Linked DNA regions of Rattus norvegicus: region 1 is linked to region 2. Evidence: chromatin contacts called from public Hi-C data. All regions are on one chromosome and are shown on one strand. The core of a region is the stretch at or near the end of the contact, and the rest is flanking DNA. Distances in the headings are between cores, read along the strand shown. Region 1 holds the start of Ate1 (arginyltransferase 1). Region 2 holds the start of Mcmbp (minichromosome maintenance complex binding protein).

Evidence for each region. Hi-C and Micro-C count contacts between places; a contact is called where the count stands out from the background.
Region 1: a Hi-C map of liver shows a contact between it and region 2, with 6 times the contacts expected there. The contact joins the promoter of Ate1 here to the promoter of Mcmbp in region 2. A contact is called at or near these places in 3 of 12 Hi-C or Micro-C datasets (kidney and liver).

Annotation. Positions count from the first base shown.
Region 1 is chr1:194,508,280-194,514,010 of GRCr8, forward strand. It overlaps Ate1 (arginyltransferase 1), which reads right to left and starts at 2,462. Exons shown (of 12, transcript NM_001398757.1): 1 at 2,263-2,462. The coding sequence starts at 2,368.
Region 2 is chr1:192,744,246-192,749,933 of GRCr8, forward strand. It overlaps Mcmbp (minichromosome maintenance complex binding protein), which reads right to left and starts at 3,136. Exons shown (of 16, transcript NM_001039608.2): 1 at 2,797-3,136. The coding sequence starts at 2,854.

The DNA of each region.
Region 1 (5,731 bases), core at 1,212-3,711, 1.8 Mb after region 2:
GGCAAGTACCTCAAGGCAGGAACCTAGAGACAGGAACTGAAGCAGAGGTCATGGAAGAGCACTGCTTACGGATTTGCTCTCCATGACTTGCTTAAACTGGTTTCCTGTATATCCCAGTACCTCATGCCCAGAGGTGACAACAGTCACGGTGAGCTGGACCGTCCTACATTAATCACCAATTTTAAAAATGCCACAAAGACAGGCCAATGGGAAGGAGGCATTTTCTCAGCTGAGGGAGGTTTCCTCTTCCCAGATGACTCTAGCTTGTGTCAAGCTGACAAAAAACTAACCACAAGAAGGTATGTTAGTTCTAATACTTGGTATGCACAATATGTACAACACACGCCCGACCCTTAGCAATAGGGCAAACATATAGAAATACTCATTTGAAATAAATAAACTGACAGTAAATCAGATCACAAGGGAACAAGGTGATGATGACAGAGCCTCTGAGATTATCAATACAGTGAAATAACTATAACAGTATAGGTGGAGGGGATAAAAATGATGGGGATTAACATGTAAAGGACATACCTGAACTAAAGTTTAAGAAGACAGGGATTTTTTTTCCTTCTTTAGGAAACTGTATCAGCTATATATAGGAACGTGCATTATAGAAGGGCATGCAGGAAGGAAGAAAATGGTATCAGAGTCCAGTAAAATGTCAGTATACCAGTTCTACAACCTATGCTTCCGTTCCTGCCTCAGGGTTCCTGCCTCCACTTCCTGCCCTGACTTCTCTTCTTAATGGAGTGTAAGCTCTAAGATGAATAAGCCCTTTCCTCCCCAAACTGCATTTGATCATGGTGTGTATCACGGCAATATAAAACAAACAAATAACCACTTCAAAAGAGAGTCACTCACTGACACCAACAAGTTATTCTGGGTCTCAAATGAATCCTCTGTAGTTGTGAGGCCAGTCAGACACAATAGTTCCTACAATAGGAATAACAGTCACCCAACAGAAAGCTGCCTTACAGTAAAGATTAAAATTGAAATGTTGGGGATCTATATTTATTTTTCTAGATGATAAAACTGCTTTTCAACAAATCTTGAAACACAAACATTTACACTGGCCAATTTTCTCTAATGCAATTACTGGGGAGGGAAAGGGGGTGAGATAAGTCCTCCCTTTTAAAGTATTAGTTTCAGTCACATTTATTGGCAAATATTATAGTCAGAATATAAAAATTCTGAAAAAGAATAGTACCTCATGAGATCATTCAAAGGCAGCCACTGTCATTACTCGATGTGCTTTCTTGGCCTTATTTGGGCTTTATTCCTCTCAGTTTGTCACGTGTACCATCTGCATCCTGTTTATTTTATTTAATCCTACGCTCCAAGCATTTTTCTACTTAACTGGTCTTCCTAATCGGTACGTTCTGTAACGGTCTACCCAAGACCGCAGTTCACATAATAATATACCTCCCCCTAATAAACTTTTAATGCATCCATAAACCAGCATACCGTGCTCAGCCGAATCATTCCCTGCTTAACTCTTTCAAAATGGACAAATGTCTAACCTAAATCTATATTTTCATAGTTACCTTGTTTTTCACCTGCAGGGTTATTCTAAATCGTTCATCCTAGATTCTGTACTTGCCAATCATGACACGACAGACACTAAGTACATATTCGATTTACAAACAAATCTTTCTTAAGAAACCTGAATCCTAGCCCGGTGGTGGTGGCACACAACTTTAATCCCAGCCCTCCAGAGGCAGGGGCAGGCGGATCTCTGAATTCCAGGCCAGCCTGGTCTACAGAGCGAGTTCCACAACAGCCAGAGATGCACAGAGAAAGCCTGTCTCGGAAAGCCAGAAAAAAAAAAAATTACAAAGAAAAGAAACCTAAATCCTGACCACTTTGGTTGGGGTCTTCGAGGTGGGTTGGCACAATGACATGGTATAAATCCGTGATTTAAATATATATATATATAATATTCTTATCAAAATATCAAGCAGACCCCGGTTTCCAGTCAGTTCTCCCAGACACGTTATCCAGAATGACAGTGAACAGGTGTGCATGCACACGCCCCTCTGCACAGGCAGCAGGAGGCCTCGGCGGCCGCGAGGATGAATAAAGGGCAGCCGTCAGCTCCAAGGAGCCTCCCAATCTCCCTTCCCATCTCCAAACTAGCAGCCGTTTGCCCAGGGAGTAAGGGTGTAGGACAACCCGGTTCTTATCGACGCTCCCCAGGCTACGGCCACCTAAGTCTCTCGCAGACCCCGAAGCACCCGCCCGCCGGTCCGGCTCGCTCACCATGGGAGCGACTGCCAAAGTTGCTCTTGCAATAGCCACACTGGAAGGAGGTCTGGCCCTCAAAATACTCTACAAGGCTGGGCGAAGGCGCGCTCCAGGAAGCCATCTCCTCGGCACCGCCGCCGCTGCGCCACCCAGTTCTACGCAGCTGCCGCTATCTCCCTCCGCCTTTGCCTCCCACCCCACAATGCAGCGCGCGCGCCTCCGAAGATCGCGCGAAGCCACTCGAGCGTTCGCGGACCGGAAGGACCTGACACCCTACGTGATTGACGCCGCCCGCGCCATGTTGACTGAGGGCAGCTTTCCGCTATTTCCGTTCTTCCTCGGTGAGGGGCGGCTACCCTCTGTGAGGGTGAGGGCGGGAAGACCGGGATGGGAAGGAAGCAGGCTGAGGAGAGACCAATAGGACCAGGAAGCTGGAGTCGGGTGACCAACGGCTTAAACCCCGTGCTAGAGACCTGCTAGGACGGAGCAAAATCCTGGCTGGAGCCGGCCACGGGCATCTGGACGACGGGACACTCACCGCACGACGCCTTGCCCTCCCTGGACTCGCAATAGCCGCAGTAGTAGCCGGCCTTCAGCCCTTTGTATTCCACCACCGAGGCCATGGCCGCCGCTGTAGGTTTGAGGACCGGCCACGCCTCTCAGCGCGGGGAACCCGGGCGGGAGAGCCGAGAGCGCGGGGGTTGCCGGGTTCGCGGCTCTCCGCCCGATCCCAGGACCGTCCTCTGGCCGCCAGCCTGGGTTACAGGGTGCGTCTCTGAACCGTGTGTTAAGTGCCCAGCAGTTCACTTGCTCAATCAACAGCAATCCCTATCATTGACGCAAAGTATCAGCCTCGTTTATAGATAGGGAAACTGAGGCTCCAGGTTGTGATTTAGTCATTTTCTGCGCTCTCTGGTTGAAGATTAACTTCTGCGACTGCGACTGCGCCTGACCACCACCTGTAAGCAATGGTGAGCTGGAGCTGGCTTGATAGTGAGGTTTCTAGAATCGAAACACCTCTTAGCTACAGCAAAATGCCCATTAACGAAGTGCTACTTTTATCTGCTAAGGGATTTTTAAGTATCACTCAAAAAAAAAAAAATCTTTGAACTCTTCAGGCCGAACATGTACATAGATTGAATTCATTCCATGGATCTCCAATTTGCAACCAGTTTTAAAGAGCATGTTTCAGGGAATAAGGGTGTGAGGTAAAGTGTAAATATGAATGCATACTTCCACCAAGGTAATATTCCTTAGCTTTTCCCTCTGGGTACACAGACGTTTAAATCTGTCTGGCATAATTTCCATAGTCGACAATAAGGTTAATTCCTCTTTGCAATGTCTAGAAAGTGCAATCAGGAAACAAACTTTTTTTTTTAATTATGTTTGTGGGTGTTTAGCCTGCATGTAGACATGTGTACCAGCTTCATCCAATGCTGGAGGAATCCAGAAGGCATTGTAGACCCTGAGACCCCGACTGGCAGACAGTTCTGAGCCACCATGTAAGATGAAACATGGTGCTGGGAACCAAACTCTGTGTCTTCTGCAAGATCATCGAGTGCTCTTAACCACTGAGCCATCTCTTCCGCCAGTGAACAAACTTATTTTTCCACTGTTAATGAAGCCCAGGATGACCTAGAACTCTGGACCCTCCTGCCTCAGGCTCCACTGTACTGAAATCCCAGGTGTGCACCACTGTACCTGGCTAAATATATAAACTTTTAAAAGAAATGTCAATGTTTTTTGACTCTAAGGTTTTCTGTGCTAAAGATGTATCTAGTCAAGTTTAAAGGTTCATGACCTGGTGACCTACATTGCTCATAGTGTTGTTTAAGAACCTAACAGGTGACCTTGCAATACAGAGGATACCTTGTTGCAGCTCCAGTGCCCATATTTTTATATGCTTCATCTGTTTCATTTTTTATAGCAAAAATCAATGGATTGACCCCCCAAAATAAGTTTGCACTACATAGAAGGTAGAAAGAAAGGCATTTTGACCTTAACCAACCCACACCCCAGAAATGATCTCACTTTCTTTAAAGATTTTTATTTTTGTGAACGATTGTTTTGCTTGTATGTATGTGCACACCAGTTTGTGCCTGGTGCTAGAAGAATCCACAAGATGGCATGGGACCCCTTGGAACTGGAATTACAAGCAGTTGTGCTCTGCCTTGTCGACACTGGGAAATATATCCCAGCCCCCTGCCATAGCAGCAAGTGCTCTTAGCTATGGAGCTGTGTCTTCAGCCCTTCCTTTCATTTTTTTCCCCTTGAGGATAAGGTCTTACTATGCAGTCCTGGCTATCCTGGAACTCACTATGTAGGCCAGACATGCCTCAAACTCAGAAAGATGTGCCTGCCTCAGATCAAAAGGTGCTTCGATCAAAGGAATGCACCACCACGACCAGTACTGGTTTCACTTTTTTTTTTTTTAATTCTTTTTTTTTTTAAAAGACTTTATTTATGTCCCATTACAAATGGTTGTGAGCCACCATGTGGTTGCTGGGAATTGAACTCAGGACCTCTGGAAGAGCAGTCAGTGCTCAACCCCCTGGTTTCACTTTTCTTGACTTGTTATCCATCGTCAACCACTGACCAAAATTAAAGTGTATAATATTCTAAAATGAACAAATCAGAAGTTTTAAGCTAGGCGTCCTTCTGTGGCAGGTGATGTTCCTACCTGCCTGGCACATGATTCATCTGTCCCACAGTTCCATGCTGTATAACACCTCCCAGCAGTTACTCTCCACTATTGACTGTCAGTGTATTGCAATCTCTGTAGCCCTTATTTACCAACTGACATCAAAGCATAAGAATAGTGATGCTGGCATTTGGAGCATGCCAAAAATCAGCCAGAAATTGCTTCTTTTAAGAGAAAAAGTGAAAACAAAACTCTACACTTAGTAAGAAAAAAATTCTTTACTGAGGTTGCTAAGATACAGTGCAATAAGACATCTTCAGAGAACTGAAGCAGGGGGATCACAAATTGGGAGCCAGCCTGAGCTACAGAGCTACCGTGACTCAAAACGATATTTAGTTTTTCATAGACTGGACTCACACACTTTGTTATTATGGTACATTGTTGTTATGTTCCTGTCATTGTTAATCTTTTATTATGCCTAATTTATACATTAAACTTGATCATAGATATGCATAGTTTGGGGAGGAAAACAACATATATAGGATTCAGTACTGTCTACAGTTGCAGATATGCACGGGGTATCTTGAAATAATAATATAGATATAAAAAGATAAAAGGAAGCTACTGTACTCTCACTTTGCCTCAGCCTGAGCCAGTGTGCTGGAGGATGTTCCAACCTTGGACAATAATGAGAATGTCCAGAGTCCTTGGGCATGTATGTTAATTCACCTTGTATTACAGCAGCATGGCCAGGTGACGTCGTCGGGCAGAAAGGCTGACGAACTTGCTGAATGCCATGCAACATGACATACAGAAGGGATGAACGGTAGTAAAAAGAAAAAT
Region 2 (5,688 bases), core at 1,886-4,385:
GTTTGTTATGGGTACGACTAGTGGCCCATCTCCTACTGGTGGTCCCAGCTACTTAGAAGCTAAAGGAGGGTCACTTGAACCCAGGAAGTGGTGGATGCCAGCCTAGGTAAAATGACAAGAGCTTAAGTCAAAGTGGGTAGTAATTCAAATTATTCATATGGGGTGGGGGTAAGCACAGTGAGACGTGGATGTGAGCCCAGCACTTGGAAAGTAGGGGCATGTTTGATTAGGGAGCTGGAGGCCAACCTGAGCCACATCAAACAGTCTCAGCCAAACAAGGAAACAAACGAAAATAAGAGGAAAATTAAGAGTAAAAAGTGTATCCTAGCACCCACAGGAAAAGAGCTCACAAGGGCCTATAACTTCTGGTATCCAAGGGCCCCTGTCCATGTCCATGTATCCTCAGAGAAAAGCACAAGTAGATATAAAAACACCTCAGAAGACATACCGATGAAAGCCAGAAGAGACAGTACATGCCTGTAATCCCAGAATTTAGAGGCTCAAGCCCAGCCTGGGCTATACAGTGTACAGGGCATCAGAGGAGGAAAAAGGTGTAGGTCAGGTACTGAGGTCATAACATACTCAGGTCAACACAACTACAGTGATATTTACTAGTAATCTCCACACACCAAGAGGCTGAGGTGGAAAATGGAGAATTCAAGGGCAACCTGGGGTTACTTATAAAATTAAAACCCAAACAGGGAAAGTCTCTAGAAGCAGCCGGAAGCCACTGGTTGTAGCATATAAGTGCAAGAGACTTGGAAGCTGTTGCAGAAGTCTAAAACATGACTACAAGGTCCTGGGCTATGGCAGCAGTGTTGAAGATGAAGATATCTGACAGGGTCAAGAGATATTTAATATCTGAAGCCGATGCAACACTTGGAGGGACGCTTGGTGTGGAGCCAGTAAGACCATCTTCAGGGATGGACTATGTACCTGCCTGCCTGTACTGGGTTCAATCCCCAGTACCAAAACCGAAAATCAAACACAGACCAAAGTCTCCAACTTTTCATACAGCAACTTCAATACTCTTATCATAAAGGTGCCCAACGGAATGACAGCCACAGGAAAACACAGTGGAAATACAGAGCAGGGCAGATTACACTTAAGAGCCATTCAGAGGGCAACAATGACCTTTCCACAACATTCCACAAGATTTAGAAAATACTACAGTACTTGTAATCAAGTTCTGTGTTTTCCTGTACAATAAAGAGGTGTGATACCTTAGGATCACACTTAAGGAACGAAACGCGACAACGATATATCCAATCTGTATTGCATTTAAAACCACGTCATTCCTACAGCAAGACCAGGGTACTGGGATATTTCTCACAAATGGAGATTCTGGCTGGGCAAGTGGCACAGGCACACTCCAAAGGATGAGGCAGGAGGACTTCCATGAGACCAGATCAGGTTAGAGATCTGCCTCAAAGTAAAGGATAAGGAATTCTGGGGGTCGGTCATTGGAACTTTACCCTGTAAGTCCCAAACCTTTAACTACGGGGAGCTTTTCCTTCGAATGTATCTACACATTTGCACTTTCAGCCAGTCCAGAACTGAATCTTGGCTGGGCTAATCTGTTATTAGTCTCAACTGTTGACTGCAGTATTCTGAACTTCAATTACTAGCACTTGGTGAAGGGACATAGGACCCTTTTTCTCTTTTTAGAGACAGAGCTGTCTTCCAGGTGACAGAATGACAGGTAAGCTGCTTATACACACACACCCCTTGAAAACCACCCTAGATTGCTAGGTATGGATCTAGCTTCTCTCCACCTGCACTACACTCAGACCATCATCAGGCCAGGCATGCATTCTACTACTGAGCTATAATATCCCAAGCCCATGTTTTACTCTTTCGTGGGCTTGCACATCCCTGCTCCTCTTTATCAGACTGTGTGTTCACTGGCTATAATCTTAAGGTCTACCCAGTCCTTTTATCTACCGGGTTTAGTTTCACCCTGGGAAACTACCTGAGTAGTTAGAATTCTAGGTAAAATGAATCGGATCCTGTGGGAGCATTAGTACAGAAAACACATTCCACGGAGACTGGTGGCTCCGGCCAGTCATTAAGCGCACCGAAATCAGGGATTCGAATGGGAATTGGAGGTCCAGTAAAGCAAAAAAAAAAAAAAAAAAAAAAAAAAAAAAAGTAACCATGACAATTACAACTAAAATTTACTCAGCTTGCCTACAGCACTCTCGGCTCTCGTTCTGTATCAACTCATCTAAGTAGCTGAGCATTTCTAGCTAGCCCTGGTACAGGAACTAATAACAGAGCTGACGGGTTTTTAAGTCAACAGAGCAGGGGTAAAAAATGAAGCATTCTCTCGGATGTCAAGGGAGACGTGGAAACAGAATGAACTTCTGTGCGAAGGATCCAGCACTCCCCTACACACACCCCGGAAGTTTTGAAATATCCCGCAGGCTCCCACAGGCAGTGGCTTCTCTTCGCGACCGCTCTGAGGGCCCTCCGTGGGCAAGGGGACCTCTCGTGTCTGCAGGACCCGGGCTAGGTAGGCCACCAGCCGGGAGCCAGGCCGTCAATCACTGCCAGCGCTCGCAGCTGGGTCCACGCCGCCAGCGAGCCAGAGCCCGGCAGCGGGCAGGTGACGGGAGGTGGTGGCACCTGCGTCCGCGGCCCGAGTCCGCTGCTTCTGCTTGGCTGCCAGGCCCGGGGCCACGCGAGCCCTCGGCAGTGATTCTCCCGGACCGCCGTCCCGAGTGTGGCCGCGCGGCAGGCCTGGTCCCGCAAACTCCGCTCCCCTCCCGGCCCTGCTCGCCACGCGCCACTCACCGAAGAAGCCTTGCACGATCCCGAGCGGGTGGCTCAGCCAGTCTTCTCCACAGGGCATGGCGCTGAGGGCTGGGGCCAGCGCGGCCCGCGCGGCGCTTCTCTGCCGGGCGAGCGCGCTCGGAGCCCGGCTTCTCCTCGGGGGCTCAGCCGCTCCTCGTCCGCGCCCTCCCACGCGCCGGGCGTCGCGAGCCACGGGCCTCCGCGCGTCTCAAGGAGAGGTGGTTGCGGCGACGGTGACGAGTGTCTCAGAGCTGCTGTCCAGCGACCGGAGGAGGGGAGATCGTCCCAGCCTCCACTTCTCACAATGGCGGGAAATCGCGGCCACCGACCGCGCTACCAGAGACCTGGGTGGAGCTCAAGAAGGAGGGGCGGCGGGAGCGTGCTGCGCACTCCCGGAGGGGAGGGAGTGGGCGGGGCGGGCGGCCATTTTGGAGACGGGTAGAGATAGGGCAATCCCGGGGCCGCCATCTTGGAGACGGGCAGAGGAAGGCTACTGTGCTTGAGTATAGTGGTCACCGTGTTCGCGCGTTGGAGGCAAACTCCATCAGGGTGCCTCATTGGCTCAAAGTTTGAGACCTTGCACACGGACCAAAAGCCACAAGTTCAGCCAACCTCAAGAGTCATCTCTGAGCAAAATTAGGGGTTGAAACGCCATTCGGTGTCTGATCATCGGATCTCTTTGTGACTCTGGTGGTAGAACTCTTCTAAGGTGCCCTGCACAAAATCCTGTAAAAGAACTTGCCCCCAGCTCAGTGAGTTCTTCCTGAACGATTTAATCAAGGAGGCTTTGTAGCCTTGTGGGCTTCTCAATATGGCCAAGGAGCTGGCAAGCACTCAGAACTTTCTCCTAGCCCAGCCTTTAGTTTCTAACCTCAAAAACACCCAGAGCCCTTCTGCTTCCAACCTGACAACTAGGGAGCTATGGCAAGATACCTGTACAGCATACAGATCAGAATACTCTTACAGGGCGACGCAGAAGGGCAGCTCCACTGTAACCTGTAGTCTAGAGAACTTAGGAACTGTCAAGTTTTCATAAAGAAGACATTTTCCCTGTGTATGGGATGTACCTCAGAAAACCCTGGTTTCACCATCTATACCTACTTGGCTTTAAAAAGGTAGCGGTGATCTGAATAGCATCTAGATAGCTGAAGAATAAGAACTTCTCAGTGGCAGAGCACTTGCCTGGTATGCCAGAGGCACCTGGATTTAATCCCTAGCAAGGGATAAAAGAGGGAGAGATGGCAATAGATGAACAGAGGCAGCTTTGACTGAACCCAGGAATCTCTAGGGCAGAAGGGAAAGGGTACCAAACCTGCCCCTCTGCCTTTCTTGGTCCCCTGGAATGAACTTATCTTTAAATTATAGCATTTGGGATATAGGCAAGGAAGGTCAGGAGTTCACAGACAGCCTTGGCCACATACCCAATTTGAGGCCAGCCTGAGCTACATAGGACCCTGTCTCAAAAGCAAACAAACAAATAAATAAATATTAAGAGCCAAGCAGTGGTGGCACACACCTTTAATCCTAGGACGCAGGAGGCAGAGGCAGGTGAATCTGAGTTTGATGCCAGCCTGGTCTATAGAGTGAGTTTTAGGACAGCCAGGGCTACACAGAGATACCCTGTCTTGAAAAAAAAAATTAAGTTCATGAACATGTGTGCCACAAGTTTATGAACAACTGGGAAAAAGTAATTTAATATCTTAGAATTCGAGGTTATACAGCAATCATCCACAAAGAACAATAACATTGTAGAGAAATGACAGAAGAAGGTAGTTCTTAGTTCCCAAAGGCAACAAGTTGCAGGAAATCAAAACATGAGAGTTTCATGGTTAACATAGTATATAAAATCTTATATAAGTTCTTCCAGGTGATTAGCTTCTGTCTTTTCTGGTAGAAAGGGAGGGAGGAAGCCTTGAAACCCTATATCCTGCTTTTGTACAAACAGTGGGAAGGCAGGAGATTTTCTTATATGTGGTTCTGTTCAGTTGCCTTCGCTCAAGATAATCTTTATGCCAAAGTAGCATGATTTGGAATGACACCCTGGTTTGCTTTGGGATGAAAGAGGTAATTTGGACTTGGCATTTCAATCTGACTTTACGTCTGGCTTTGTGAGTTGAGAAAGCTAACAAGGCTAGGACAATGTAGTTGTTTCAATGAGAATAGTCCCCATAGGCTCAAATGTTTGAATACTTGATTCCCAGTTGGTAGAACTGTTCAGGAAGGATTAAAAGGTGTGGCTTGTTGGGGGGGGGGGAGATGTGTCATGGCGGCAGACTTAGCTTCAGAAACCTCCCACCACTCCCAGTGTGCACTCTCTGCCTTCTGTTTTCAGATCATGAGATGTCAGCTGTTCTGTCACCAGGCCTTTGCCCTGCCATCATAGACTCTAACCCTGTAAAATCATAAACCCAATTAAAATCTTTGTAAGTTTTCTTGTCATAGTATTGTATCACAACAGAAGAAAAGTAACTATGAGAGATGGTATTTCCACTTTATTCATCCATTCTTTCAGTAGAGAAAGTAGCCATGTTCTTGGAATTGAATGAGGGAAATTTCGTATTTTAGCTCTGTGCCTTATAATATACAAATTAAATCTATGTGCTGAGATTCTATCTATCTATCTATCTATCTATCTATCTATCTATCTATCTATCATCTATCCCAGGTTTCCTTGGAACTGACTATGTAGCCCAGGCTGAGCTACATCTCCAGTGCCCATCAATGGATCCTTAATTGAGAAGAGTGTAGTCATGAAGGGACCTGATTAGAAGAAGGTCACTCAGAGCATCCCCTTAAAAGGTATATCTCATTCTGTGCCCTTTTCTGTCCTTTTTCTCTTCTTGATAATTAGGTTTTTTTCTTCCTGTTGTGGTCTAAAATAAAAAAAATCAT